Regions from separate parts of the Mus musculus genome. Here regions 2, 3, 4 and 5 are each linked to region 1. Evidence: chromatin contacts called from public HiChIP or PLAC-seq and promoter capture Hi-C data. All regions are on one chromosome and are shown on one strand. Each heading gives the region's core, a stretch centred on a gene start, on an enhancer-like site or on the middle of the called end of the contact. The rest is flanking DNA. Distances are from core to core; before and after follow the strand shown. Region 1 holds the start of Rps7 (ribosomal protein S7). Region 2 has its middle 97 kb from the start of Gm31650. Region 3 has its middle 48 kb from the start of Gm31650. Region 4 overlaps Myt1l (myelin transcription factor 1-like). Region 5 overlaps Gm31569 (a long non-coding RNA gene).

Evidence for each region. Promoter capture Hi-C pulls out the DNA fragments that hold promoters and counts their contacts. HiChIP or PLAC-seq counts read pairs in DNA pulled down with a chosen protein or histone mark.
Region 2: a promoter capture Hi-C map of hippocampal neurons shows a contact between it and region 1, with 2.4 times the contacts expected there. The contact joins the enhancer-like site here to the promoter of Rps7 in region 1. A contact is called at or near these places in 2 of 39 promoter capture datasets (hippocampal neurons and liver) and 3 of 115 datasets of contacts at active chromatin or transcription factors (differentiating embryonic stem cells, embryonic hindbrain and stem cell-derived neural progenitor cells).
Region 3: a contact with region 1 is called in a promoter capture Hi-C map of hippocampal neurons, with 2.9 times the contacts expected there. The contact joins the enhancer-like site here to the promoter of Rps7 in region 1. A contact is called at or near these places in 4 of 39 promoter capture datasets (cranial neural crest, hippocampal neurons, liver and 1 more) and 2 of 115 datasets of contacts at active chromatin or transcription factors (bone marrow-derived macrophages and stem cell-derived neural progenitor cells).
Region 4: a contact with region 1 is called in an H3K4me3 HiChIP or PLAC-seq map of forebrain, with 4 times the contacts expected there. The contact joins the enhancer-like site here to the promoter of Rps7 in region 1. A contact is called at or near these places in 6 of 39 promoter capture datasets (embryonic stem cells, hippocampal neurons, liver and 1 more), 8 of 115 datasets of contacts at active chromatin or transcription factors (VIP interneurons, embryonic basal ganglia, embryonic forebrain and 5 more) and 1 of 9 other capture datasets (embryonic stem cells).
Region 5: a promoter capture Hi-C map of hippocampal neurons shows a contact between it and region 1, with 2.7 times the contacts expected there. The contact joins the enhancer-like site here to the promoter of Rps7 in region 1. A contact is called at or near these places in 3 of 39 promoter capture datasets (embryonic stem cells, hippocampal neurons and neural stem cells) and 3 of 115 datasets of contacts at active chromatin or transcription factors (embryonic midbrain, embryonic stem cells and stem cell-derived neural progenitor cells).

What each region holds. Positions count from the first base shown.
Region 1 is chr12:28,634,524-28,640,672 of GRCm38.p6, reverse strand. It overlaps Rps7 (ribosomal protein S7), which reads left to right and starts at 4,720. Exons shown (of 7, transcript NM_011300.3): 1 at 4,720-4,817; 2 at 5,010-5,093; 3 at 5,186-5,257. The coding sequence starts at 5,019.
Region 2 is chr12:29,339,708-29,345,564 of GRCm38.p6, reverse strand. No RefSeq gene overlaps it. Among named protein-coding and RNA genes, the nearest start is that of Gm31650, 97 kb to the left of the region's middle. Within about 2 kb of position 1,959, at least 25 of the 459 cell types and tissues checked have an H3K27ac peak or open chromatin away from gene starts, as enhancers often do. A contact at or near this core is called in hippocampal neurons, where this site is marked.
Region 3 is chr12:29,388,202-29,394,372 of GRCm38.p6, reverse strand. No RefSeq gene overlaps it. Among named protein-coding and RNA genes, the nearest start is that of Gm31650, 48 kb to the left of the region's middle. Within about 2 kb of position 2,397, at least 12 of the 459 cell types and tissues checked have an H3K27ac peak or open chromatin away from gene starts, as enhancers often do. A contact at or near this core is called in hippocampal neurons, where this site is marked.
Region 4 is chr12:29,544,356-29,550,450 of GRCm38.p6, reverse strand. All of the region lies in intron 1 of Myt1l (myelin transcription factor 1-like), which reads right to left. Among named protein-coding and RNA genes, the nearest start is that of Gm20208, 16 kb to the right of the region's middle. Within about 2 kb of position 2,335, at least 37 of the 459 cell types and tissues checked have an H3K27ac peak or open chromatin away from gene starts, as enhancers often do. A contact at or near this core is called in VIP interneurons, forebrain and hippocampal neurons, where this site is marked.
Region 5 is chr12:29,245,799-29,251,360 of GRCm38.p6, reverse strand. The region is part of intron 1 of Gm31569 (a long non-coding RNA gene); the gene reads right to left. Among named protein-coding and RNA genes, the nearest start is that of Gm31569, 43 kb to the right of the region's middle. Within about 2 kb of position 3,835, at least 18 of the 459 cell types and tissues checked have an H3K27ac peak or open chromatin away from gene starts, as enhancers often do. A contact at or near this core is called in hippocampal neurons, where this site is marked.

The DNA of each region.
Region 1 (6,149 bases), core at 3,471-5,970:
CCACCACCACCTAGATTAGAAACAGTAATTTTAAAAACACTTTAGAAACAAATCTTCAGGGCTGGTGAGATGGCTCAGTGGGTAAGAGCACCTGGCTGCCCTTCTGAAGGTCTGGAGTTCAAATCCCAGCAACCACATGGTGGCTCACAACCATCTGTAACAAGATCTGACGCCCTCATCTGGAGTGTCTGAAGACAGCTACAGTGTACTTACATATAATAAATAAATCTTTAAAAAAAAAAAAAAAGAAAGAAACACATCTTCAGGTCTGGCTGATTGATTTCACAGGACAATTCAGCCAAATGCTTGGATCAGAATTAATGCCCATTCTCCAGTGTTTTTCAAAAAAAACATAAGAATCGGGACGTTGTACAACTTGTTTTATGATGCTGGAATCAACCTGATATTGAAGCCACCTGAGAGAGAAAGCAGGGGAGCAGGGGGCTGTGGTGGTGTTTACTTGTAATTCCAGCACTTGAAGTCAGAATTACCACAACTTCAAGGCCAGCCTGGTTCCAGGTCAGGGGCTACAAAGTGGAGCTCAGTCTCAAAAGAGGGAAAGAATGTGAATCACAGCCCAGTACCTTTTGTTTTTAATTAATTAATTTTATTTATTTATTTATTTTTATTTTTTGGTTTTTTTTTTTTTTTTTTTTTTTTGAGACAGGGTTTCTCTGTATAGCCCTGGCTGTCCTGGAGCTCACTTTGTAGACCAGGCTGGCCTCGAACTCAGAAATCTGCCTGCCTCTGCCTCCCGAGTGCTGGGATTAAAGGTGTGCGCCACCACGCCCGGCTGTTTTTAATTTATTTATCATGTATACAGAGTTCTGCCTGCATGGATGCCTGCAAGCCAGAAGAGGACACCAGATCTCATTTTAGATGGCTGTAAGCCACCATGCAGTTGTTAGGAATTGAACTCAGGACCTTGGGAAGGGCAGCCAGTGTTCTTAACCTCTGAGCCATCTCTCCAGCCCAGCCCAATATCTTTTTACAAGCATGAGCATAATAAGCCAATATGAAAACAGTGTTACTTCATGACTGAATTACGTTTTTCTAGAGATGGATAACTGGTTCAATGCTTGTAAATTAACCAGTGCCGTATACCATATTAACAAGCTACAAAGAAAACCTACACAATAATACTAATTGATCGTTAAAGTATGTGATATAATCCTACACTCATGCATATCAAAAATTTCCAGCCGGGCAGTGGTGGCCCACGCCTTTAGTCCCAGCACTTGGGAGGCAGAGGCAGGCAGATTTCTGAGTTCGAGGCCAGCCTGGTCTACAGAGTGAGTTCCAGGACAGCCAGGGCTATACAGAGAAACCCTGTCTCGAAAAAACAAAACAAAACAAAAAACAAAAAACAAAACAAAACAAAAATTCCTGGAAATACAGCAACAGGAAAGAGTTTCCTTAATCTGATAATGAACATCCATCAATTTGTCTATCCACCCATCCATCTATAGATATATATCCATCTATGAAACTTTCAACCAACAATACCATCCTTAAAGACCAATCGTTTTCCCCCAGAAGTCTCTGTTACAATTCCCACTAAACAGAGTATATAAGAGCAGAGACAAGGGGGCTGGAGAGGTGGCTCAGGGGTTAAGAACACTGACAGCTCTTCTGAAGGTCCTGAGTTCAAAATCTCAGCAACCACATGGTGGCTCATGACCATCCGTAATGAGATCTGACTCCCTCTTGTGGTGCATCTGATACAGTGTACTTACATATAATAATAAATCTAAAAAAAAAAAAAAGAGCAGAGACAAAGGTCAGGCAGAGAGGCATATGGACTAAGGGAGTGGGAACAGTTCTTCCATGGTCACAGGATTGGTCAGACAGGACTATAGATTCAAATACACATTTCTTCCTGCCATTTATAACTGTTGGGGAGGAAAATTAGTTTTCTCGAATGAAGTGACACTGGGTGTCCTAATCACTGCAGGGTGGGCCTCATGTTCAGGAGTAGTTGACGTATAATGTACTCCTCAGTTTGTGTGTGCTTTTATCTCATTACAGTCTGGTATTTTTGGTGTGTCTGGGGGCGGGGGCTGTTTTCCTGTTTTGGGGGACTTTGTTGATATATTAGGGTTTTGTTTTTTGAGAAAGAACTTAAAGTTGGGTGGGTAGGGAGGTGTATAGAGTCTGGAAGGAGTTGGAAGAATATAATCAAAATAAGTTTAAAGTTAAAATTTGTTTTAAATAATATATATTTATATGTATAATTTATATACATCTCATCAAAGAAGCTTCAATTTGACACATTTTTCAAAGACCCCTGAATGTCCTGAATGTCACTATACACACCAGGCTGGCTTCAAAGTCACAGGGACCTACCTGTCTCTACTTCCTGACCTCTGGACTGACTAGTGGTGAATGCTGCTACCCTCCTCTGCCTGAACCTTTAAAAATTAGAAAGATTGCAACCAGGTGGTGGTGGCGCACGCCTTTAATTCCAGCACTCAGGAGGCAGAGGCAGGCTGAGCTATATGAGTCCAAGGCCAGCCTGGTCTACAGAGTAAGATCCAAGACAGCCAGGGCTACACAGAGAAACCCTGTCTTGAAAAAAAAAAAAAAGACAAAAGACAAAAGACAAAACAAAGGATCTGGCTCGTAGTTGAGTAATAATTTCTCCACTCACCTTGACAGACAGTAAAACCCAAAAGGCTAAATAATCTATCTCTGCTCCAGAATGTGGTGTAAGGGTGAAATGTACCTGGTGCCAAGTGACTGGGTCCTAACTGCTCCTTCATGTCCCAGGGTAGTACTATCATCCCTTTCTTTCTTTTTTTAAATTTTATTTTATTTTATTTTATTTTTTGGTTTTTCGAGACAGGGTTTCTCTGTATAGCCCTGGCTGTCCTGGAACTCACTACCAGGCTGGCTTCGAACTCTGAAATCTGCCTGCCTCTGCCTCCCAAGTGCTGGGACTAAAGGTGTGCGCCATCATGCCCAGCTCTATCATCCCTTTCAAAGGCTTTCCTAACTCCCTAAAGTGTACATCTGTCCTCCTTACACTTTCGCACATTTTTTTGTTATGCAAGCCATAACAAAATATTGTATATTTATTTTTTAAAAAAATTTATTTATTTAATATACGTAAATACACTGTAGTTGTTTTTAGACACACCAGAAGAGGGCATCTGATCTCATTGCGGATGGTTGTGAGCCACCATGTGGTTGCTGGGATTTGAACTCAGGACCTTCAGAAGAGCAGTCATCGCTCTCTGACCCACTGAGCCATCCCTCCAGTCCTGTATATTTCATCATGTATTTACATAATGTCTTTACCAAACTGTGTTTTCCGTGATGACAAGGATTCACTTGGTTTTAGTAACCAGCTTCTAGGCTAAAACAGGCTATTCAACTACATGTGAATCAGGTGTGCTTGTATTGCCTGTCTAGAGCAGAGCCTCACAGGGCACATGAAGTTAGGGTGACAGTCAGCAGTGGTGGGCATTTCTTCAGTAAACATTGCTTTGATGAGTTTGTTGTTTCCCATCCTCAGATCTTTCTGACTTACTGTTCCTAATCTGTCTGTCTGTCTCTTTTTTTCTGACAATGCCCTGACTAAAGGAAATTGCTCCACTATAGAGAGTGCTCTCCCAGGGCTGTCTTCATTCTTTTTTTTTTTTTTTTTCTCCCTTTTGGTTTTTCCAGACAAGGTTTCTCTATGTAGCCCTGGCTGTCCTGTAGACCAGGCTGGCCTCAAACTCAGAGATCTGTCTGCCTCTGCCTCTCCCTCTCGAGTGTTGAGATTAAAGGTTCATTCTGTTTTAGTGTTTCTCACTGACCTGGCTTCCTTGCTCTCCCCACCTTTTAGGGCTTAACTGTCCCTGTTTTGCAGGTAGCCCAGGCAGGCAGAAGCCTGGCCTTCTACAGCTAACCCCACCGTCAGCTTCCGTTATTGGTACTCTCTGAAAATGGATTTTTTTTTTTTTTTTTTTTTTTTGAGACAGGGTCTCTATTGCAGCTCTGGCACTCGCAGACCAAGCCTGCCTTCACAGTGATCCCCGCCTCTGAATCCTGAGAAAAGGCATGAGCCACCATATTTAGCATTCTCGGCAGATGTTCAACAGGGCAGCTTCATACTTGTGAAGACAGGGGTTCCTGGACATGTTCTAGAATCGTCTGCTGTACCAAGCAATATACGTAAAAACCAGGAATTAATGACTATTAATTAACACTACCTCACTAATTTGATTCCCTATAGGAAGAGCTGAACACAAGTCTGATTCCCGCCCCAACCCCGTACCTCATTTTTTGATACATGGTTTGTATACGTAGCCCTGTCTGTCCCAGAACTCTCTTTGTAGACCAGGCTGGCCCCAAACTCAAGAGATCCGCCTGCCTCTGCCTCCCGAGTGCTGGGATTACAGGCGTGCGCCACCACCATGCTGATTCCCTTTCATTGTGTTAGCAGGAAACGCGGAGAAAGCTGGGGACTAATGAAACATTTGAAACGTCCCATCTTCGTGGGGAAGGAAGCTGCTTTCTTTCTTTTTCCTAGGGCCGTCCGGCCGCCACCACTCTGCCCAGGTCTCCAACTAGGGGAGCGGAGAATTTTCACCAACGGAGCCGAACGCTGACGACTACCGGGAACAAGCGAAACCGGCACGCTCATCCTCCCGCATTAGTTCCCAGTAGGGAACTATTTTCCGGTACACTCTAGGCGGTCCAACTCTTTTCAGAAGAGCTTCCGGTTTCCACCCACCTACTTCCGCTGTCCCCACCTCTTTTCTTCCGCCACCCGGATATGAGCCGTTCTCGCGAGAGCCGTCCCTCTTTCTAAGCCGGCGATCCGTCAGGTAGGTTCGCGGGCCGCAATGTGGCCGCGGTTTTTCGCAGAGTTTGGGGGAACAGACTCTTGGGGGGCGTCCGGGGCGGCAGAGCCTGCTCCCCGGGGTGGGATGCAGCGGATTATCCGCCTTGCGCCCGTAGATGGCCCCGGCTTTGGCGGCCCGCGCCCCAGGTGACCGGTGGCACCTTCCTCCCCTCAGGGTGAAGCCATGTTCAGCTCGAGCGCCAAGATCGTGAAGCCCAATGGCGAGAAGCCGGACGAGTTCGAGTCTGGCATCTCTCAGGTGAGCTTGTCGCCCGGGTGCCCCCCGCGATCGCGCTTGACCTCAGGGTCCCCTGACCCCCGGCATGGCGCCCACGTTCTCTGTCTCCCCAGGCGCTGCTCGAGCTGGAGATGAACTCCGATCTCAAGGCGCAGCTGCGGGAACTCAACATCACCGCAGCCAAGGTGAGCGGGGACCCCGGAGTGCGCTCGCTCGCTGCCCACGGGTGGTTGACAGCCTCTATTCCCGGGGCAAGAGACGGGAGGGCAGCAGACAGGGACTTCCAGTGCAGGCCAGTCTCACGCTTAAGTCCGTGCTGCCTTCTGCACTTGATTGCTGGACTTTTTTTTTTTTTTTTTTCTTTCCCCACTGACATTAACCTTAACTTTTTGGAAGTGTTTAGACCCAGTACCACTCGGTTGAGGATCAGTGGGTGTTTCTGAGTTTGGCGTTTGACAGGTGTTTCGTTTTTGTAAGTTAGTATTTTGCTTCTGTTAATGTACATGCACCTTGCGTGTTCCTGAAACTTGAATTACAAATGCTTGTGAGTGCTGGGAACTGAACCTGGGTCCTGTGCCCTGAACTACCACTGCTCAGCCACCCAGGGAGAGTGTTAATTTTATTGAGTTTTTTGGTCAATTTCATAGTGTTGGAAAGTTTTGAATTTGGAGAAGAGCCTTACATCAGAGATACCCAGGCCATGGTGAATTTAAAGTTGACCTTTCTAGATGGTTCAATCATGTTGGGAGATCCTGAGGTGGCACATGGCCAGAGTCATGGTCTGATCAGACTCACCAGACAGAATCTCTTCTAACCTAGGCTGGTCTCCCGACTTGGATTGTAGTTGAGGCTAGCCTTGAACTCCGTCCTCCTGCCTCTACCTCTCCAGTGCTAGGATGATGGACATATGGACATAGCTCTCTGCTGGCCTTTTGGTGTCTCTTGTAGAGTCACCGGGATTGTGCGATGGAGGCTCCACCTTAGAACCTCAATATGAGCGTCATGGTTTAACTTGCGAACCCCTAGGCTATGTCCAAACCACAGGAGAATGTTTGAGGGGGGAGTTGTTTGCTGGTT
Region 2 (5,857 bases), core at 710-3,209, 710 kb before region 1:
TGAATCTCTGTTGTGCCAATAACTAGGTGCATGCACACACACAGTCAGAGTTTAACAGGGAGGAAGGCATCCTAGAACAGATGGGGCAGTCCGGAGCCAGTATACACCCCAGAAGCTCTGGCACTACCTACAACCACATATTCCATCTCTGATAGTAACCTTGTGCCTTACTGACCCAGGGTATGTCTTCTACTGCCTGGAAGGGACCTGAGAATTATGTCAAAGCGTCTCCATCCCTGTAGATGCTGGAGGTACATAACTCTAAATGGTCACCTGAAAGCAAGGAACTGTATGTGGTACTCACACCATCAGGACCAAGGCCTGGGGTGAGTAGTCAGTGATGAAACAATGCCAGAAGATGGCAGTAAGCTCTGTTTCCTCAGATCTTGCATCATGGGAAAGAATTGTGTCCCTATCAAGTCCTTACCTTTCCCTGAATGGAAGGAACCCTCCTGGAGGAGACAAGTGGCTTTCCTGTGTCCTGGGAATCTCATAATGTAAAGGGATTTCCAAATGATGCCCCCCAACAGGAAAGGGAGTCTGTCTCAGGGACAAATCATCGGAACAACCAGTACCAATGTGAGTGTGTGAGCTGCTCACCTGGTACCTTCTTATCCTCATGGACCAGGCAGCCGGGGTCAAAGGGTGCGACCTATGAGCTGCAGCTATAGATTCAGCACTGTGATGGACTCCATGTCTGTAATAAGGGCTCAAAGTTCAGGGGTTGCAGCACCCAGCAGGAAACTTAGCTTCCCTGAAAAGTATCCACCAGGGCTGCCATATAAATTCCTGGCCTGGTATGTTCCCTTGGCAGCCAGGAGTGCATATTTGAAGCCCCAGATTCCCAGCAATGACATCACACTTGCTCCTCCGAGGACACAGTAACTCTAATGTACCCCCAGTTCCCAAGTATCACCTCCACTCAGTTCTCTAGGGCCCTGCAGTGAGCCGAGCTAGGAGGCATAACTGACATCCACTGAATCAGCTACCACACATCAGCGCTTAGTAGGTATACCTTCTAAATGATCCATCACCCAGCGCCATGGCAACACTTAGTAGGTGCTCAGAAGGGTGATTACAAAAGACAATCACCATAAGGCTTGAAAAACTGCTCACGCAGTAAGAGGGTCTCATACTGAACAATTATTTACCTATTATAAGAAAGCGGAACCAAGGTGGAATTTGTTATTGAGAGTGGCCATTGAATGGCCATGTGTTGTGTATAATAAATGTGTTCACATCAGCAAAGTAAATTCACAGGCTATTATAAAATTTGAAATAAGCTTGATAAGAATGGTCCAGGCTTAAAAGAAAAAGTATCTCCAAAAGAAGTATTGACAATTGAATACTAACTGGGTGCCTGAGAAGATGGTTCAGTGGGTAACGTGCTGGCTGTGCCTGAGAAGTATAGTGTAGCTCCCCAGGGCCTACATAAATGCTGAATGCTCTACGAGGCTAGCTACATTATCCTAAGCAGTAGCCTCTGAGTTCAAGTGAGAGATCTTGTGTTAACATATAATATGGAGTGCCATTAAAAAAAAATACACCTGAGACAAACCACTGGCTTTCATATGTATACACACACCCACAACACACTTGCACACATATCACATTATGCACAGACATTAAGAAAAAAAAAACCCTCTAAATGAGGCACAGTGACTCACAGAGACCAGCATCACCCCAGGGATGAATGGGACTTGCCTCCCACAAATCACAGTTTGTGTGTGTCCCTAGGGGAAACACTCAGAGTTGCTGGTAGTTCTGAAAATTAATGGATGATTTTAGCCCACAGGGAAACACAGAGGCAGCATCTCCCAGCATCTACTTAGCATTTACTTTTCCAAGTGACAGCCCTTCTCCATATTTCCTTCTTGTAATTGTTCAAAAGATACAAAGCCGAGAGCCCGCACTGTCGGTGCTGTAAACAGCCCGACGCCATGGGAAGCGAGCCACCCTGGCCGCTGATCCATACACAGCTGTGTTCTGAATGGGAATTCTCCTTGCATCTGCATCCTGCTTGACAGCAGCGCCTGGCAGGTTTTATGTGCAGCATTGGCCTTGAAATGCCATCACCCCCATTAAGTGAGCAGTGCAGAAAACATCGAGGGTCCTCAGGCTGAGAAGGGTGTTCAGGGCCAGGAGCTGAACATTCTTTGCTTCTCCCACATGGAAATATCCTTGTGCATTTTTAAATGTAACTCCGGTTGGCCCGCCTCCATCTCGAGTATAAAGCTTGTTCCAAGGATGAGACACACATGGTTCTTTCTCCCAATTTCTCATGCTGGAGTTATCCTTGGCATCAGTTCCAACATCCATCCCTCTCCCCAGTACAGCCCCCAGATCAAGGACCTGCAATCCCCACACTATATATCACAGAAATATGACCTCTCTGTTTTTAGTGCAGAGGCATTGGAAGTGCACCCTGCCAGGCAGCTGTGGTGGGGCAGTGAGGTGAGGGTATAGGGGGAAGGCATGGTGAAGGCTCTATCCCTTGCCAAATTTAAGGTGAACCTCCTCTTCTGGTCAGCTAGTGACAGCACCCATGGCAGGGACCTGATTCTCACCCCACACTGGCTTCCTGTCCTCCCCATCCTCCCTCTCCGCCACCTTCGATACCAGTGTCCTCCTGGGGCTGGAGGAGAGCACAAGGAGTCCTAGCCTTTTCCTTCCAGGCCCCAGTTAAACAAGCCCATCAGAGCCTTGAAAGCTCTCTCTGCCCTTCCTGCCTCTTCCTTTCATCTGAAGCCTGCTCCACCTCCTGGGCATCTGCAGAAGCCTCTCTGCTTCCTGGAGAAGCGAGCTGAGCTCTTTGTCCATTGGCTAACTTGTGCCTTGGTCAGAAAAAAAGATGGAGGCTCAGTGCAAGGCTCTGCCCTGTTTCCTGTACTCTCTGCCCTGCTCCCCTCTCACCCCACCAGGGCATATTGGCATATAACCACCCTTCCTTCAGTCTGCTCCTGTCATGGTGGATAGGCTGTTAATCCTTCAAAAATCCCACTGTGGGGTGTGTGTGTGTGTGTGTGTGTGTGTGTGTGTGTGTGTGTGTGTGTGTGGTCTCTGTGTGGCTACATTTTTATGTGTGGGCACATATGCATTCATATTAGGTCAGAATATAACCTTAGGTTTGGTTCTCAGAATGCTTACTGCTTTAAAAGCTTATTTTTACCCATGTATGTAAGGGATCTCTGTAAAAGTGTCTGCCACACAGTGTGGGTACCTGTAGAAGGCAGGAGTGAGCACTGGATCCCTTGGAGCTGGAAATAGTTGTGAATCACCCAGTTTGAATGCTGGGAACAGAACTCCATATTCTGGAAGAATAGCAAATGCTCTTTAACTGGCTGAGCCTTCTCTCTAGACACTCTCCTTGTTGCTCCTGTTCCTCCTCCTCCTCTTCCTCATACTTCTTGTTTGGTGTGTGTATTTGTTTTGTTTTGTTTGTGGGTGTTTTGTTTTATTTTGGTTTTGTTATGTTTTGTTTTGCTGAGTAGCTTATTGGCCCGGAGCTGGGCTTGCAAGCACATACCATCATGCCTGGCTTTTTTTTATATGGGTTTTGAGGTTGAAATTCAGGTCCTTATTCTTGCAAGGCAAGAACTTTATCTTCCAAGTCATGTCCCCATCTGGGTATTTGTCTTTTAAAAGCACAATGAAGGAGCTGTGTGTCTGGCACGGGTCTGTCCATCTGCATAGTCCTAAGAGAGGAAAGTTGTGAAGGTCTTATGGATGAAATGACGGTGAAGATGTTTAAGTCACTGTTCAAGGTCACTCAGCCTGGAAGCACAGCTCTGCTCAGTGCTGGCGACGCCTGGCCTTGACCTTGTCCTCCTGAGCCTACCGAGCCTCCCTCGGGGAGGGCAGGACAGCATGGCAGCAGCACTGAGCCCATTCAGAATCAGCCTCACCTTCACTGCTTCTTAGGATTCTCCAAATAGCCCACTGTGTTTATTTACAAACCCAGCACCCCTTAGATCCCAGCACTTATGTGGGCGGGGACCAGAAGTCTGTCTGTGTAACCAGACTCCAGGTGAGTCTACACATGTTAAAACTGGGAAAGCAAGGGAGAGAGAGAGAACAAAGGAGAGTGAGTGAGTGAGGGGGGAGCAAGAGAAAGGGGGAGGGAGTGGAGAGGGAGAAAGAGAGAGAAAAGTAAGAGGAGGAGGAGGAAAAATGCTATGCACTTTGCATCTGAAGTATCTCTGCCTTACCATGTGTAAATACTTACTCCAAAGCTACTGGCACTATTAGGGGATGTTAGAACCTTTAGAAAGGAAGGCCTGGTAGGGAGAAATTAGGTTGTTGGAGACTTAAATTTCTTCTCTCTCTCTCTCTCTCTCTCTCTCTCTCTCTCTCTCTCTCTCTCTCTCTCTCTCTGTGTGTGTGTGTGTGTGTGTGTGTGTGTGTGTGTGTGTGTGTGTGTGTGTGAGCAGCTGTGCTCTGCCCATCCTCCCTACCCTGATACCTCTGCACAAACCCACAGTAATGGGGCCAAAGAACCCTGAACTATACTCTATGAAACCATGGGTGGGAAGAAAATCTTTCCTCCTTTAATCTACTCAGGCATTTTACCACAGTAGTGGAAAGTTGAATAAGACAGTGGCATTTTCCATCTGTCATAGCATCACGAGCACGCATTTTCTGTCAGAACCCAACTTCCTCACAGGACAGAGCAGTACCGGAAGTCTTGGGGATGGTGACTGTCACTGGCAGAATAGAGGTGGGTTCACTGATCTGGGAATGCAGGCTGGAGTCTAAAGCCTGAGCCAGGGCAGTGACAGCAGGGCTCCTTTATTTTGTGAAGAACCCTAGATGTTGTTGGGGCTGAGTCCTGCCTACTTGGTCCCAGTGTAAAATGGCTGCTGTCTTTAGGAATGTGCTTCTTGGGTGGGCAGCCTACTGGCCCTGTGTCATCACTACCCTCAGTCAGAGAGACTGTGTACCTTAGCCACCTTCTCCTTCTTGTACTAGAGAATACCTCCAAGATCGAAACATTCTATCCTGTATGGGAGCTCCTTAAGCAGAAAGATAAACAACTCATAATAGCTTCAGGAAGTCCCTGAAACAGACCAAATTTACTAGGCCCTTTCCTGCCAGAGTATGCTATAGGAACAGAGCTGTAAATGAGTTCCAGAAAAGCTGAACTGAAAAAGACCTTTAGATAAACCAAGTTGCAAAGAAGACTGAGACCTGACCAACTGTCTGGAAGAGGTTTAGATCAACTGAGGCACATGGAAAGGACACTCTCCAACCTGTTCAGCTGGTGCTGGCAGTTCAGTGTGCTCCAGCTTACCAACTTTTATGAGTGGTTATTGATGCTGGGGTGAGCCTTGGGGATATGGTTGCCTTTGAGTTATTTCTGCTCCTATAAGTAACTGTTGCCTACTTTTCCGTGAGTAACCCCAATAAAACTAAGTGGTTCACAAAGTTGGACTTTGATGATACCCATACTCTGGTCTGTTGTGGGTTCTCTACCTGGGGTGAGTAGATGTATGTGTTATGTCTTCACAAAAAAGGTTTTGTCACTCAACACTCGACAGAAATGACATAATGAGAGATGGTTTGCGTTGCTTTACAGTTCTAGAGAAATATAATATGTCATCATCAGGAAGACGTGGCAGGGCAGGGATGGCAGCTACAACAGGAGGCTGGCTGGTTATACTGCATTAATACTTAGGAAACAGGGAGAGACCAGCTGGCCCTAAACCCTCAAGACAAGACCCCAGGGTTCCACATCCTCCATCAAGGTACCACACCACACCCTGTAGGTTCTAAAACCTTCCCAAACAGTGCCACCAGCTGGGGACTAAGTATGTAAATGTGTGAGCTTTTGCAGACATTTAAGACAATCCTGCGGAAT
Region 3 (6,171 bases), core at 1,148-3,647, 760 kb before region 1:
AAATGACTTGTAAAGGAAGCCCAGTAAATGTGTGTATGTGTATGTGTGTGTGTGTATCTGTGTGTATATCTGTGTGTGTGCTTGTGCATGTGCATGTATGTGTATATGTGTGTATACATGGGCATGTATGTGCTTGTGTGTGTGTGCTTATGCAAGAGTGTGTATGTGTGTGTACATGGTCAGTTCTGTACTTGTGAGTGTGCTTGTACGTGTGTACATGGGCATGTGTATGTGTATGCACACACACAGGAGCACTCTTGTGTGTGCATGTGGGGTCATAGGTATACAGCATTAAGACACAAAAGCTTTTAGAGGATGTGGGTACATAGTGTCACAATCAAATCGTATTGTAAGAAGGAAGGAAATAAAGACAAGGTCTACAGGCTCGCCCTCATTCTTCTGATGCATGATTAGAATTAAATATTCATAGATAACAAGGTCATTATGAACCAAGACCATGGAGCTCTTTAAAAGTGTCATGAGAAGAATTTGAGTTTCCTTTAAAAATCTGAGAGTTTCTGTTTTAAAAGAGGGAAAAGAGAAAAGAGATTGAGAAGATGGTTGTGGAAAGAGTCAGGAACATGTGGCCAGGCACCCACCATAATTGTGACCGTAAAGAAGTCTCCACTGCCTGGGGACAGGGATGTCTACACAGGGCCAGACTCTGCAGGCAGGATGCAATCTGTGTCCTATCCCAGTAGTCCTCACTGAGGGAATAGCTGTCAATCAGCAGAGCTCTCAGTCAAGGAAAGCCCCTACTTGTGAGGCCAAAGACAGATACAAACAGACATAGCATGTGTGCTCTTTGGCCCTGTGTGCTGGCTAGTTTTATGTCAACTTGACACAATGTATAGTCATCTAAGAGGAGGGAGCCTCAATAAAGAAAATGCCTCCACAAGATCTAGCTGTAGGGCACTTTCTTAATTAGTGATTGATGGGGGAGGGCTCAGCCCACAGTGTCACCCTTGGGCAGGTGACCCCGGGCTTTATAAGAAAGCAGACTGAGCAAGCCAGTGGGAGCAAGCCAGTAAGCAGTACCCTTCCATGGCCTCTGTATCAGCTCCTGCCTCTGGGTTCCTCCCCTGCTTGAACTCTGTCCTGATTTCCTTTGATGATGAACTGTGATGGGGAAAATAAACTGGATAAACCCATTCCTCCCCAAACCCATTGCTTTGGTCATGGTGTTTCATTACAGCAATAATAACCCTAAGACACAACATAGAAAAATGAAATTTTGTCTATGGGCATGGAGAGTGCACAGAGTTAGAAATCACCCTTCTTTTATTCCACCTCCCCGCAAAATGGCACAAGTGACCTTCTTTCATAGGTGTGTTCATACAACAAGCCTACAAGGACTCCAATAACCACACCTCCACACATGCTCAGAAAAATAACATTGATAAAATATCTCTTGTGGAAACACCTCTTATTAGAGAATCAGATGTGCCAAGTTCTACTGAGACCTTGAAGACAGAGTGTCAAAAAGTTTGTGTAAATGTGTGAAGCTTATATTGATGACTCTCTAGGAATCAGATTAATATGTCTGAGCTGGATGTATGAATATGAGCAAGGTCAACCTGCACACTTAAAAATTCTGATCTCCAGCAAACCACAAAAATCAGATGGAGAAAATAAAGATTTGGAACATCATGAATAAAATCCACTAAGGTACATGGCTCTCGATGAAGAAATGTGAGTGGCGGTGTCTCATTAAAATATAGTATGGTGGTTTGTATATACTGGGCCCAGGGAGTGGTACTTTTACAAGGCATGGTCCTGTTGGAATAGGTGTGATCTTGTTGGAGTAGGTGTGTCACTGTGGGTGTAGGCTTTAAGAGCCTCATCCTAGCTGCTTGGGAGTTAGTATTCTGCTAACAGCCTTCAGATGAAGATGTAGAACTCTCAGCTCCTGAACCATGCTTGCCTGGATGTTGCCTTGTTCCCATCTTGATGATAATGGACTGAACCTCTGAACCTCTAGGCCAGCCCTAATTAAATGTTGTTCTTATAAGAGTTCCCTTGGTCATGGTGTCTGTTCACAGTCGTAAAACCCTAACTAAATGTACAGCATCCATGAGTAAAAGTGTAAAAGCATAGGAATATAAGATTCAGTACAATGGGGTTTTGTGATCTGTTCACCAACAGTCTAACCACCTGAGTCCCCTTGGCTTTAGCCCTACCTACTTCCAGGGTAATTCTTCTGACTCACATTGCCACAGATTGCTATTGCATTTCTAGAACTTACATAATAGGGTCAGGTAGGATGGAGTCTCTCATGCCAAGCGTTGCTCAGAAGATCTATCAGATTGCAGCAAGAGGCTCTGATGGAGTCATCCCCAGCCCTCACAGCACCACATGTGACTCCATCTCTATGCCTGGAGTCTTCCTAGCACTACTGGGCTTCTGGTAAGTTTCCAGATCTGAGTCATTAGGAACGATGCTACAGCGCTGTGTAATCTAGCTGCCTCCCCATCTGCTTCCCAGAGCTTTATTCCACCAGAAATAAAGGAGAAATTTGGCCATTCCACATTACATCTCCTTGACCCTGGAAGTTTGTGGTTTTCTTTTAGCTCTTCTAACGTTGTTCGTGGTAGTATCACATTGAAATTTTAACTTCACATTCCTGAGCATAAAGGAAGTTGAGCACTTTGTAAACTATGCACTGGCAATTTTAACATGTTTTGTGAGCTATCTGCTTAAATTGCTTGCCTATTTCAAAATTTCTCTTGTTGTTGAAGCTCTTTACATATTCTTCTCTAGTCACAAGCATCTCTGTCTTCTCCCCCAGGTTTGTCCTCAAGCTATCTCTATCTTTTTAAAGAATATTTTAATAATTTTTTGAGAATTTCACATAAGTTATTTGGTCATATTCACCCCTATTTCTCCACTAACTCCTTTCCAACTCATCCTCCCTTTATAATTACTATGCTTTGTGTAGTTGTTTTGTTTTGTTTTAATAATCTGTTAAGTCCAATTTTACTGTCCATATACTGTGTGGGACCATCCACTGTAGCACTGTGGTATCAAAGGCTATACCCTTAAAGAAAACTATCATCTAGAAGCCATCAATGCCCATAACTCAGTTGTGGGTGGGGACTGATGAACCCTTTGCCCCTCCATGTAATAGTGTCTTTTGGCAAATACTTCTTTTGGTCAAAACTCTTTTCTTATTTAAGAGATATTTGCTTATTCCATGCCATAAAGGAAGAATATAGCATGACAGCATATACCTCATAGCATGATAGCATATACCTCAGTCAAGGTTGCTGTGTCACTCAAAGCTCTCAGGCCTGGCAAGGAGGAGCCATGGAATAGAGGAGCATCAAGGTCCATGTTGCTACAATGATGCTCCAAGCACAGAACAGGGGCTGGAATAGGCAAGCCTTAGGTTTCTCCACAGTGAAGACCCTGCGGTCCAGGTGTGTGCTGGGAGGCCTTGGTTGGGATTCACACCCTGCACATAGAAGGTCACCTTTCCTGATGGCTTGACCGTTAGCATGTTTATCCTGCAGTTAGGAATCAACTTGATTATCAAAGCTATCAATGTAGAAACCCACACACATTTTCCCATCAAAGACTATATTGACCTGAGTACAGTGATGTTTATCACTACCTTTGAACACAGTTTCTTAAAATATGATGAAAAGTATCTGCATCTCTCTAAAAACAAAAAAATCATAAACATGCAACATACACACCGCAATTCCTAGCCAGTCCACAGTGCTCCAAGGCAGTGTGGGTCAAAGTGGATGACTCTGATTTGGAGTGTTTGCTCTTTTGCTTGTAAGTCAAGAGTGCTCTGGCAAGGGACACTAGGGACTAGAAGGTCCAATTTGCCAAGTTGCCAATGCCCCTGTGAAAGAACAGCAAACAACTCCATCTCCATCTGCCAAGGTGTCTCTGGGAACACTTGACTTTTATTCTTAGCTGCTATGGTCAAAATTTATTTTTTCTTACCCCTTACAAAAGTACAGATACAGTATTTTAAAAAGCCTTGCCCTCTCTTCTTAAACTTTGCCTCTCTCCCTCTCTCTCTCTCTCTCTCTCTCTCTCTCTCTCTCTCTCTCTCTCTCTCTCTCTCTCTCTCTCTCTCTCTCTCTCTCTCTCTCTCTCTGAGTTTGTGTGTGGTGTGTGTGCATATGTGTGCACATGCACACATACTCCATGGCACTCATGTGGAGAGCAGAAGGCAACTGTGTGGGGTCAGTTCTTCCATCTACCTTTGTATGGTTTCTAGAGATTGAACTCAAATCACCAGACATGAGAGTCCAGGGCCTTCATTTACCAAGTCACCTCACCAGACCCTTTCTTCCCCTTTATTCCATCTGCCCTCTCCCCTTGTGAGATGTGCTATCTCTATTCAAGGTCTTCCCTATTTAGTTAACCTTCCATGGAAATCTCCCAGGGACCTAGAGGAGCACTGAACTCATTGAAGCACTCCCCAGTTGAATAAAGGTGACCAGCCAAAAAATTTACTATTACAATTCACACACATGTCTGTGTACAACCGTCTCTACGTTATTATGTGTACATATTATGCTTTTACATGTATTTCTGCACAAACATGTGCTGTGTCTACACACATACATACACATATTGTTTCTTTTTTTTCCATTTTTTATTAGGTATTTAGCTCATTTACATTTCCAATGCTATACCAAAAGTCCCCCATATCCACCCACCCCCACTCCCCTGCCCACCCACTCCCCCTTTTTGGCCCTGGTGTTCCCCTGTACTGAGGCATATAAAGCTTGCAAGTCCAATGGGCCTCTCTTTCCAGTGATGGCCGACTAGGCCATCTTTTGATATATATGCAGCTAGAGTCAAGAGCTCCGGGGTACTGGTTAGTTCATAATGTTGTTCCACCTATAGGGTTGCAGATCCCTTTAGCTCCTTGGCTACTTTCTCTAGCTCCTCCATTGGGAGCCCTATGATCCATCCATTAGCTGACTGTGAGCATCCACTTCTGTGTTTGCTAGGCCCCAGCATAGTCTCACAAGAGACAGCTACATCTGGGTCCTTTCAATAAAATCTTGCTAGTGTATGCAATGGTGTCAGCGTTTGGATGCTGATTATGGGGTGGATCCCTGGATATGGCAGTCTCTACATGGTCCATCCTTTCATCTCAGCTCCAAGCTTTGTCTCTGTAACTCCTTCCATGGGTGTTTTGTTCCCAAATCTAAGGAGGGGCATAGTGTCCACACTTCAGTCTTCATTCTTCTTGAGTTTCATGTGTTTAGCAAATTATATCTTATATCTTGGGTATTCTAGGTTTGGGGCTAATATCCACTTATCAGTGAGTACATATTGTGTGAGTTTCTTTGTGAATGTGTTACCTCACTCAGGATGATGCCCTCCAGGTCCATCCATTTGGCTAGGAATTTCATAAATTCATTCTTTTTAATAGCTGAGTAGTACTCCATTGTGTAGATGTACCACATTTTCTGTATCCATTCCTCTGTTGAGGGGCATCTGGGTTCTTTCGAGCTTCTGGCTATTATAAATAAGGCTGCTATGAACATAGTGGAGCATGTGTCCTTCTTACCAGTTGGGGCATCTTCTGGATATATGCCCAGGAGAGGTATTGCTGGATCCTCCGGTAGTACTATGTCCAATTTTCTGAGGAACCGCCAGACTGATTTCCAGAGTGGTTGTACAAGCCTGCAATCCCACCAACAATGGAGGAGTGTTCCTCTTTCTCCACATCCACGCCAGCATCTGCTGTCACCTGAATTTTTGATCTTAGCCATTCTGACTGGTGTGAGGTGGAATCTCAGGGTTGTTTTGATTTGCATTTCCCTGATGATTAAGGATGTTGAACATTTTTTCAGGTGCTTCTCTGCCATTCGGTATTCCTCAGGTGAGAATTCTTTGTTCAGTTCTGAGCCCCATTTTTTAATGGGGTTATTTGATTTTCTGAAGTCCACCTTCTTGAGTTCTTTATATATGTTGGATATTAGTCCCCTATCTGATTTAGGATAGGTAGAGATCCTTTCCCAATCTGTTGGTGGTCTTTTTGTCTTATTGACGGTGTCTTTTGCCTTGCAGAAACTTTGGAGTTTCATTAGGTCCCATTTGTCAATTCTCGATCTTACAGCACAAGCCATTGCTGTTCTGTTCAGGAATTTTTCCCCTGTGCCCATATCTTCAAGGCTTTTCCCCACTTTCTCC
Region 4 (6,095 bases), core at 1,086-3,585, 910 kb before region 1:
AAGTAAGTGTGTCACTCAGTGTGTGCTCGCAGACCCTCTGTGGTAGGAAAGGTGAGTAGAGATGCCATTCGAAGGTCGGGGGTGGAATCAAGAGCCTAGCTTTGTTGCACAAGCTCTCTGCACTGAGCTACATCCCAGCCTGAGATGTCAAGCTGATGGCTGGTTTTAGACAGTAGACTCACATATTGAACTTCAAGGTCAAGGGTATTCTTTTCAGACCCCTGGATGTGACGTTACTGAATCTGTAGCAAAAGGCTCAAGTCAGTCTCTCTCTCTCTCTCTCTCTCTTTCTTTCCTTCTTTCCTTCTTTCTGTGTGTGACCCCAAGTCTTTCTTTCTCTGTGTGACTCTGAGTCTGCTGGATCAGGAGGACCAGCAGCATCTTTTTCTGCCTAACCTTGAGTCTGGGTTATCTGAGTTCTGTATCTGTCTTTGCTTTCCATCTCCTGCTGTTTGATTGGACAGAGTAAGTCCTGAAGACAGAGATGGTCTTCTCCTTCTATAGATCTTAAAATTAATTGTGCCTCTGCCCCAAAGGAGAGAGAGTGGGCTGCCTCTCTGATTCTATCACTCCTGACCAAAAAACCAAAGACTAATCATGGTTTTCTCAAAGGTCCTTTGGGGGGGGGTGTAGGATAGGGAGACATACAACTATTTATTGTCTAAGAAGTATCAAAGGGTTCGAATAAGGCAGGACTCACTTCTATCACAGGAGATAAAAGAGAGAAGATTTTTCAGAAATCAGGACTTCTTGTGTGGGACATCACATACAGGAAGTCCGAAGCTATTATGGTTCAGGTATAAATGGCCCCAAGGCTCAAGTATAGAAGACCTATCCCGGCTGGTGATCCCCACAGGTGGTTGAATGATGAGGAAGTTGACCTCATCAATAGGTCAATCCATAGATCCATAAATGAATGCACTTTCATGAAATGAGGCCTGTTCAAAGAAAGCAGGTCACTGGGGGAACATCTCTGAATGGTGTATCTTGTGTTTGGTCCCTTCCTGTCAGTCACTTTGCTAGCTGGCGGGCAGGAGGGGAGCAGGCTGGCTACACCATCACCTTCCACCGAGTGTTTCTGCTCTACCACACACCTAAAAGCAATGGAGCCAGTCATGAACTGACCTGAAACCTCAACCATGAGCTGGCACCAGACAGCATAACGCAACGGAGCCAGCCACGGAAGCTACCTGTGATGCCATGTGACAAAATAGACCTTGCTTTGTTTATTCTGATTCTTCAGGAATTTTGTCACAGCGATGAAAAGTTAACATCATCTTTACAGTACATCTAAAGGAACTCAAAGCAGGCAGTGACAGGGGTCTGGATACTGGAAGGACTTATGATGGCTCTCCCCATAGTGACATCACGCCAATTTCTAAATAGCAGGATGCACAATGGAGCAGAGACTACCACTAGAAATTGGAGTGAAGAAGGAAATTCACTCTGAATCACCACAGGGGTTGTGAATGTTGGTGGTGATTTGAATGAGAGTGGCTCCCTAGGTTCAAGTATTTGGATACTTGGTCTCCTGTTGTTAGGGCTATTTGGATGGATTTTAGGAGATCTGGCCTTGTTGAAGGGGGTGTGTCATGGCAAGGGAAGTAGTGGAGTAGGGGTGGGAAATGAAGGGTGGTGGAGGGTATTTGAGGTTTCAAAAACCCACATGATTCTCAGCTAGCTCTTTCTGCTTTGTATTTGTGGGGCAGATCTGAGCTCCAGAGCCATGCCTGCTAGCCTGCTGCCATGCTGCAGCATGATGGTCCTAGACTTGCCCTCTGGAACTACAAGCCTCCATATTAAACCTTTTGTCCTATAAGTTTCCTTGGTCATGGTGTGTTAGCACAAAAATGTAAAAGTAACTAAAACAATGTGAGGCAATGAGGTGCCTACCAACAGCAGCACCTCAGTCCCAGCATCTACACTGGGGTGAGGTCCCCTGCATCTCTCACAGGAGCACAGATCAAGTCACCATCCACCGTGATACCCACGCCCACAGAACTGGTAAACTGTCCTGGTCTCTGGGAAGGTAGCACTGTCATACACACATCTATAAATACAAGGCAATCTTCCTTGTGAACACTCAGGGGAAAGAGGATGGATGCCACTGGGAAGGGACAGGGGAGGCTTTCTGGAAACACAACCTTTGAAGAGTGATGGGATATGGCTAATTAGGGATCCACTATGAGCAGAAGGAACAGAAAAGGTGGTCCTTACACAGACCATGAACAGAGTGGTCAGGCTCTCCGTCAGACACAGAGGACAGAAATACAACCATGAGGTGCCGACTGTAGCTTTCCCGGAGTCTCCCACACCACAGACTACAGATGATTGGCAGGTTGTGCAGTGGGGTACCATGAGTGAATAAGTGACAGTCCCAGAGAAAGCGTGGAAGGGGTGGAGGGGAGGCAGCAGTTGGGAGAGCTATTTTAGAGATGCAATTGGCAGGAAGTAGCCACTGACTGGCTGCCAGATTAATTATCCCAGAGAAAAGCTCTGGCCTTGTCACTCAGCCACACAAAAGCTTTCCGTAATTTCCCGTTATCAGGAGAGTGAAGTCATAGGCTCATCACCAGAGACTGTTGTAAGGTGGCTTCTGACCCCCCATGACCTACTCCGCCTGTCCTCCAGGTGGCTCTCGGGTGTCCCTGTACAGAAACTGCCTTCTCACCCAGAAATATTCTCTAAATTACCCCCAGAGGAGCATCCTTCTTATGAAGCTGATCATCTCACTTGGCCTGGCCAGAGTTCTTCCCCCGGCTTTATAGCTATGGGATTGTGGCAAACATCCACCACATGTTACCCCCATCACTATCCTGCCTGGCAAAATCTCCTCTGAGAAACCCGGACCATCCTGTCGGCAACCCTCCCCTACCTTTATCATACCTCCTCGACTAAAGGGCAGCGCTGGCTGGTTTTCTCCTTACTCACAGTCTTTCCCCCGAGGAGGATCTTATCTAAGCAACGATTTCACCACAATCATTTAGATCGAAGGGGTTGTAGCAGAAATGCCCCTCACACACAGCCAGCCAGAGAAACCATTATAGCAGAATCGAAACCCACAGACATTTCCTACTCCCTCTGTCCACATTCAGGGCACCTGTTAGGTTCTGCTTAGGGATTGGCATTTGGTCTCTCTGCCCTTCTGGCAGCACACAGCTTCACCTGTGGCTCTGGATCTGAACACAGACAGAGATCTAATTTCAAGACGACTTGGGACAAATGAAGAATTTGGGATTTGCATAACAAGATCATTCAGGGAATCAGAAAGGGAAGCTGATGCCCAATCTAAGTAGGTAACACCAGTCACACTGCAGCTCTCCCATAACAACTCCCCTAGATCAGTAGCCCCCCTACACACACACACACACACACACACACACACACACACATACACACACGAGCTGGCCGCACATCTGTACCCAGCCTCCGAATTCTGTGCTGGTATAGCAAGACACAGAGGCAGTTGTGTCCTGGATAAGGCCGCTGGTCTACCTCATCTGATAAACATCCTCCCAGTTCTCCTTATCTAGTATGGAAAATGGTTTACAAGATGGGAGGTGTGCAGTAAAACTGGTCTTCAATGGTTGTCTCAGCTGAGGGCTCTAGACCCACTTTTCTATTAGGAAGCACATCACCAGATGGTATCCTCTGAAGTAAGACCCCAGGGTTGGGAAGAAAGAAGGGGAGTGGGCATGCTCAATTGCACTTGTATAAGCCAGCCCTCAGGTACTGTGTAAGATGGGAGACAAGGCCAGGTCTCCATGTCTCATCTCTTTGACCACAGCTGGCTTTTAGACCTGCATATGACAGAGAAAAGGGTAGTGGAGCAAATACGAGTCAGAAAAGCTTCCTCCTTGGCACATACTCTTGTTGTCCTGTTAAACCTGTGCTGTCCCCTGCTTGCACCAGGCTTGATGGACAGATGCCCATAGTGAAGGATTAGCAAGCAGCCACACTTTATCAGAAAGGTCTGAATATTCCACCCAGTTCTGATCAGCTTTGCAATACCTTGGGCTACCCGTGAAGGAGTGTGCCTCTGCCTCAGCTGTTAATGGGCATGCCTAAGCAGGTTAGATTCCAAATGTGTTTCCTTATCATAGTCAGGCCCTCCCGTTAGCTCTTTAATGGTCAATTACAAGGGCTGCAGGAGCTGGGTACATAACTGTGCTGCTGGGGGAAGGGAGCAATCTGATCTTGGGGTGGGGAGAATGGAGGAGAGCCTGCAGGCCTGGTTTGGAAAGGCACCCATCCAAAGAAAAAGTCTAATGGGAAGCAAAGGGGTCAGAGTCACCTGGAAAGTCTGCTGTGCCTCCTTGCTACTCTCCAGCCTGCTTCCACGTGGGTCTGATCCCTCTCACACATCCTCATGTGAGGCTATGGCAGGTTTAATATTACAGAGAATTCTCACTGCTTTCAGGGCTGTGTGTGTGTGTGTGTGTGTGTGTGTGTGTGTGTGTGTGTGTGTGTGTGTGTGTGTATGTATCTATTATATACCCTCTCTGTCTAACCTGTGATAGGTGTGGGACAGATAGGTAGAAAGTGGGACATTAATACATGGGAATACGGAGAGGCTCTAGCCAGAAGTAGATGGAGAAGTGGAAAAAGACAGGAAAGAGCGCTGGTTTTGCAGAAAAAGCCATGACCTCAGTGCTGAGTTAGCCTGGGAGGGTTGTGGGGTGAGAGGCTGCTATTTGCAAATAATGAATGAAGCTCAAGAAGTTCAACTTGGAGGTGAGTTAGGGCCCAAGGAACAGGGGAGAGGAATGGCAACAGCGATGAGCTTGGAGCCTGAAGAGACTGCACATGCATGTACATACATTCAGCATGTATGCCCTCCCCCGACATAACATGTATGCATAGAAGCTATGCTTATGATACATCACTTTCTGTGAGGAGCACTTGACTGCTACGAAAACAAAACCTTAGAACGCAAGTTATGCAAAGAACCCTACATGCTTTCTTTCCCCATCCTGTCCATTTGAACCACACTGAGTTGGTGCACAGCGGCAGCTTACTTAGGAGTTCCTGCAGACGGCCCGATGCCTGGTCCAGGGGATGCCTGCTTACATTAAGCAGGATCTGAAAGCAGCTAATTTAGACATTCTGAAGAAGGCTGTGTTAACAGGATTAAGATCCTTTAATTTTGTGTGAGGTACTGAGACTGAGTCCAGCGTCTCACACAGGCCAGGCAGATATTACACCACTGAATCCATCTTCTTTCTGAGATTTTATTTTAAGGCAGGGTTTCACTAAATTGCCAAGTTGGTCTTGAACTTGTGATACTATGCTGTCAGCCTCCCTCGTAGAGTAACTAGGATGATAGGCCGGCACCAAGATTCTTAGCCAAATAACTATTATTTTTAGGAAGTTGTGAGAGTATAAAGAGGAAGGAAAGAAATCATGCTTGATGCTTCCGTGGGAGACTTGGCAAGGATATGCCCAATGATAGGATACTATAGAACTGCTTGGTACCACAGCTGTGGTCCAACCCTGAATACATTTATTCTGCTACTCTTGGGAGTCACTATTCTGGAAGCCATGTGCAAAGTTGGCCTTAGTTTGAAATCAGGAGGTCTTTCTAAGATGAGAGCTGTTTTGAAATATGCACTGAACAGCTCAGCTACCTGTGCCTCAGTTGGTAAGCAATGCCAGGGCTCTGCTGTTGGCCTGCTCTTGGCATTGTTAAAAACAGATCTTTCTAACATGCCTCTATGAAGAGACATCACAGATGTGCATAGAGACATGCAAAGCAAAGGACAGCAACTTACATCCATTATTTGCTTCATTTTGTAAATCATATTGTGTGTGGGTGTGTGTTACTGTGTGTGCACATTAATGTACATGCATGTGAAGACCAGAGAGCGATGGTTGCTTTGCACCTCAGTTGCTTTGCACCTTAATTTTTGAGGCAGGGTCTCTCACTACATCTGGAGCTCACTGATAGAATGGAACGGCCCCCCTAGTCAGCCCCAGGGATTCTTCTGTGTCTTAGACACGCCTACCATACTCAGATTTATATGAATGCTGGGAATCCGGATTCCTATCCTCTGGCTTGCTGGCACTTTACTGACTAAGCCATCTCCTCACCCCCA
Region 5 (5,562 bases), core at 2,586-5,085, 610 kb before region 1:
CTTGCAGAGAAGCAAGCCCTGGGTTGTGCTCTGGACACTGACAATGTTATGAGATTTGCTAGAGGAGCCCTGACTTATTTTAAAGAACAGCCTATTGCCACAGTGGCCACATAAAAGTCCTTAAATCAATTCCCAGTGATCCCAAACAGCCTTAAAGGAAATTGACCAACTTCTCGGTCTTTGGTGACCAGTGTCTGACCATTCCCTTGACCTCTGCTCACGAGTCTGCACTGATGGTCAGAGCCTGCTATAATCAGCGGGTTCTACGTCTGCATTCTTTCCATATACTTCTGGTCATTCATGCCTGTGAACTCTGGCTGGGAAATGCCAGGCCCTTTCTCCTTCTTTCTCCAGCAGAAGAGCCTACTATTCTGAACTCTCATCGGTGTTCACAGCCAGTGAGATGTGAGCATGCTGTGTAAGAGCATCTAGGTAATGTGGAGGCCATGGCTTACCTTCCACGCATCTCTATGCATCCTACTCAGTTCCAACCAAGGTGGTTCTCAATCCAGGGTAGAATGGTGTAGCAGAGACAACTTCCTCGAGAAGGACATTGTGCTGAAGGTCGGTGAACTTGGCCTTGCATCTGCTACAGAATGGCACTGGAACCTTCCCCTGATTCATGGGGTGTGACACTCAGTTCAGCAGAAAGAAAAGCACCCTGCCTCTCTTGTGTTTTCTGCCCAAGGGTGGGTGAGCAGGAAGTGTGAGGTGCTGTCTCCTAGTGGATCACCTCGATGATGTCCACGGGCCCTGGAGAAGAGGGCAATCCTCTGCATCCTTCAGGGCTGAAGGATGGAATGATAGTTCTCCCCAGACACAGAGTCCTAGTCCTCAGAAAAGACCTGGGTAAACGGGTCATTCTTTAAGTGTTCACTGTCTTCATCCATCACACAGACAGTGCCTCATGACCACAGCGGGTTCCAGCTCGTCTCACTGCCCCTATGTCAACCTTGGGCAGTTACCTGCCTGCCTGGGCTTTATCCCTCATGCTTCTTACTATGACGATAATGGACTAACACTCCAAAACTGTAAACCAGCCTCAATGAAATGTTTCCCTTTAATATAGTTGCCTTGGTGATGGTGTCTCATCACAGCAATGAAACCCAGCTGAGAGAAGACAGCCATGGAAGAAGTGATAGCTGGGCAAGACTGGTTGGACTTTGGTGACAGATCTCAGCAGCCTCTCCACCAGTGCTGAGTTCAACATGTGAGACCAGAAGAGGAATGGGAGACGATGTGGTGTCTCTGCTTTCCCTTCCTTTGGGTCTTTATACTGAGTCGCACCATGCCAACTGACACATTCTAGAGTTGTTCAAGAAAAGGGAAACACAGCTGAAAAAAAAATCCTTCCATCAGATTGGCCTGTAGGGAAACCTGTGGGACATTATTTCTAATTTGTAATTGATGGGGGAATAGTCGATTGTGTGTGGTGCCACCCCTGAGCTGGTGGTCCCGGGGTCTATAATAAAGCATTAAGTAAGCCATGGGGAGCAAGTTAGTAAGCAGCATCCCCCGATAGCTCTTCCTTAGCTCCTGACTACAGGGTCTTACTTTGAGTTCCTGCTCAGACTTCCTTAGATAATGGATTGTGTTGTGGGAGTGTAACCCAAATAAACTCTTTCCTCCCAAATTCTTTTGGTTATGGTATTTTATCACAACAATACAAACCCTAACCAAAACAACAACAACAAAAAAATACTATAAAGCCCAGTCTATCTTGTCTATGTAACCCAGGATGACCTCAAATTTGAGATTTCCCTGTATCCACCCCTGTGTTCTGAGACTACAGATGCATGCTGCTGGCTCTGCTACTGCTGTGGTCTTTTACCTGAGAATAATGAGGACAAGGCTGAGATGAGGAAGGCTGATGGAGAAGATCCAGCAAGAAAGTCGAGACATTGGACAGTGGATGTCAAGTGGACCCTATCTGCCAGACATCTGGATAAGGATATCATTTGAAAAGCTGGAACAGGTAGAGTCGAGAAATGTTTGTGAACTAGAGATGTGAGGCACGGAACCCTCCCACGGAGAAACATTGAAAACAAAGGGAAGGAAAAATAACCAAGGTGTAGCCTTGTGCCCCACCAAAGTTGCAAGGTCAAGATTCAAGGCCAGGTGAATTGGTGCAAACTTTTAATCCCAGTACTAGGGAGGCAAATGCAGGCAGATGTTTGTGAGTTTGAGACAACCTGCTCTATATAGTGAGTATCAAGCCAGCTGTGGCTATATAGTATTGAGACCCTGACTCTCAGAAAGAAGGGAAAAAAAGAAGTTGGAAGAACTAGAAATTAGGGGAAAAATAGTGAACTGAGAGGCAGCAGAGATGAGACGATTCCATGACCTCTAAGCCAGAGAGAGAGTAGCAGGAAGACTACGAGGCATCAGCAGACTGGAGTCCTAGTCCAGTCAATGACTACAGATTAAACACCATGGGAAGAAACTGGAAAACCTAGGTGAAAGCCATCCCAGCTCCAGATGTGCTGAGCTTTTATGGAAACTCTACTTCACAATAATAGGCCGGACAGAAGATTGCCGTTGCCTGGATCTACATTGGCGGCTACAACAAGACACCATAGCTGTTTGTAAACACAGAAACATGTGCATTCTTGCTGTGGATTCTGGATTAATGAGCCCACAAAAATCTCTTCTACTGAAGGCGCTCTGTCTCTAAAATGGCGCCCGTTGCTGCGCCCTCTTGTGGTACAAAGCAGAAGCGCGAGGGGGTCTCTACTTGCCCCAGTCCTTTGTCAGGGCCTTGGACTATGAATGTGGAGCCCTAGATACCCAGACCAGGGTACAGAGGACTGGGGCTCTGAGGGGAGGGGTGTCTAACTGAGCGGGAGCAGTCAGGTGAGGCAGATGGCTAGAAAACCTAATTTAATTTCCATAATAGGCAGTGTCCTACAGTACTCTCTTGGTAAGCTTGAGACAACTAGAGGAAATAAAGGTTCTTTCAATACCCAAATCCAGTGGTGAATATGGCAGGTTGGGTGAGGGAAGGTAGAAATCCTACGAACTACATGGCCCTTCCCTGGAACCACAGTACCCCTGTGGGGGAATCTTCACTGAGCCACCTCTTCATTTGGCCAAAGCTGCTCCTAAAAATCCCCATTATCCCTGCCTGGGAGAGCTTCATGCCCACGTCCCCTCTTACACCTTCCTCAGAAAACACCCATACTTACTTGCCTCTCCTTCCCATGTTTGATTCATCTTTTTTTGCACTGCCAGTACCTAGTACCATCTTTGGGTGTGGGTCAGAAATATGTTGGGAGAATGAATATGTGGTATCATGACTTACAAAAATCTCAAATGCTGAGATTCCCCGATTTCCTTGTAGAAAGGATTGGATATCAGGCAGTGGAGGGACTCTAGGGAGTTAGTAGCCTCCTTTGAACTCAATATCCAACACACTGCCCACTGGATTCAGGTCACCTGGTCCATGTCCAAAGTGTGAGAAGCAGACACCTATCTCAGCGCTCTCATGAGAGATGGAGGAAATCACTAAACTCCAACGTTGCTTATGGCCAAGGACTTTGGGGCCACCATAGCCCTATTCTTTCTTGGTCAAATAGGAAGGAGATTTCCTACTTCAACTCACCCTGGCACACTTGCCCAGGCCTGCCCTGCCATGAAGATGGACAGACAGGCATGGTGGATTTCTTCCTATGTTGCAAAGACAAACTTAAAAAAAAAAAAAAAAGCGTCTTCCATTCTGCATCTGGTTTGTCTATTTCTCTGGTCTTCTCGGCAGAGAGCCAGGTCCTCCTTGTTCATTTTTAACTTACCAGAGCGTCTCTCCTCCCCCTCCCCATACTGCTGCTGGGGAGGCCATTATCTTTTGAGCAATCAATGCTTGGCAGAGGCCCAGGCAGAGGATGGCTGGGTCTGCAGGCTGTTCCTCAGGATGCTATTCTAAATAAATGTGCAGGCTTACAAAAAGGACAAATATCAAGTAAATCTCGCCTATAATGTCCCATCAAGTAATATTCGTGAAGATTAGCTGCAAGAACCTATGAATTTGGGGACATATAAATAACCCTGCTTTTGACAAGCAACACATATACTTTTTTTAAAAAAAAGAGCGAAATGTCAGGAAATTCATTTCTGGAGATCCACGGAGATGTGCACATCAACAGGCTGCTACCTTGGTAATAAACTCGGGGATGTAAAATACGGCTTGCATCTCTGAATTCTCACACCCTCATCAGCAGCCTGGAAGAATGGAAGCCAGGGGAGCCCTGACTTAAATCAGGGGCAGTGAGCTTCTCTGGAAGCAATCTCCATCCAGTTACTTCTCTCGGAGGTGGAACTGTGAAAAGAGAGGGTAGGGAACAGAAACAAGACCGGCCTAGGCCTCTAGGGATGAGCACAAGGAAAATGTAGAGGTGACAGCTCTTGGCATTGATTGCAGACAGCCTTATCAATAGATCCATCGATGTGCTCCCACGGGGAGAAGCACCTGGGCTCTGTGAAAGGTTTGTGTGGACATTTTAAAATCTATCTTGTCACCAAGTGCATGGAAGGTGACTGTCCTCAGAAGATTTTAAAGTGTGAGTCATTTCACCCAGGACCATTTTAATTTGCAAGTCCAGATCCGAATCTAAATCCGTCGGGATAAAAATATTTCTCTCACCCTAAGAATTTGGATAATTTCTAATTATTCCAATTTTAAGGCTTTACCAATCTCTAAGATCTATCATTAAAAGCCTTGACCCTAAATCATCTCCAGGGCAGTAGAAAAGATGAAGGCGTCTACAGCAAGGCTTTGGGGGGAGGGGCTTCTAACGAGTGTGCGTATACACTCTTACTTTCAGGACATTTTACAGTGGCTTAAGTCAGATGGTAAAAGAAAGTTCAATTGATTGTCTGATTGGCCTGCTCCCTTTTGGGTTTCTTGTTTTGCTTACCTGTGGGGTTCCTTCTATCCCAAGGAATGTCTTCATCCATCCCTGCTTTCCTGCATCTGAGATTTGGGTAGCAGCAGACTCAGTACCAGTGAATCTGCATGTGATAGTTCACTGCTGCAGCAGACCCTGGCAGTGGGTGTTGTATTTGTACAGAATACACTCAGAAGCTGAGGGTTAGACAGGGCACTGACTCCAGGGCTGATGAGGGCAGAGAGCCTCATTATGAGGCTCTTGGGGGCCCACAGATGAATAGCCCTGCACTGTACCACCTTTGGAAGCTCACACAGATAGCAACACTAGGATGCAAGGTCGATGTGACAAGTGATGCAGTGCAGCCTGTTCAAAAGGTCACGGAGATCCAGGGGAGAACAGCATTTCCTGCTGGTATCCAGGGAGACGCTTTAGGAGGCAAGGGGACCTGTGGGTAGGGGAGGGCAGCTCAGGGGCAATTACAAATTTTCTATGACAGGGCTATCAGAGCTGCAAATAAGGACACATGTGCACATGAAGATATGCATTAGCATACTCATGGGCAACGCAATCGCCTAATTGTGTGAAAAGATGTATAAAAGCCACAGCAGATTCATGGAGATTGTCACACTGCCATAGCTGCCCCCAGAGGGGAGGGTGCAAAGCTGTAAAGGATGGAGAG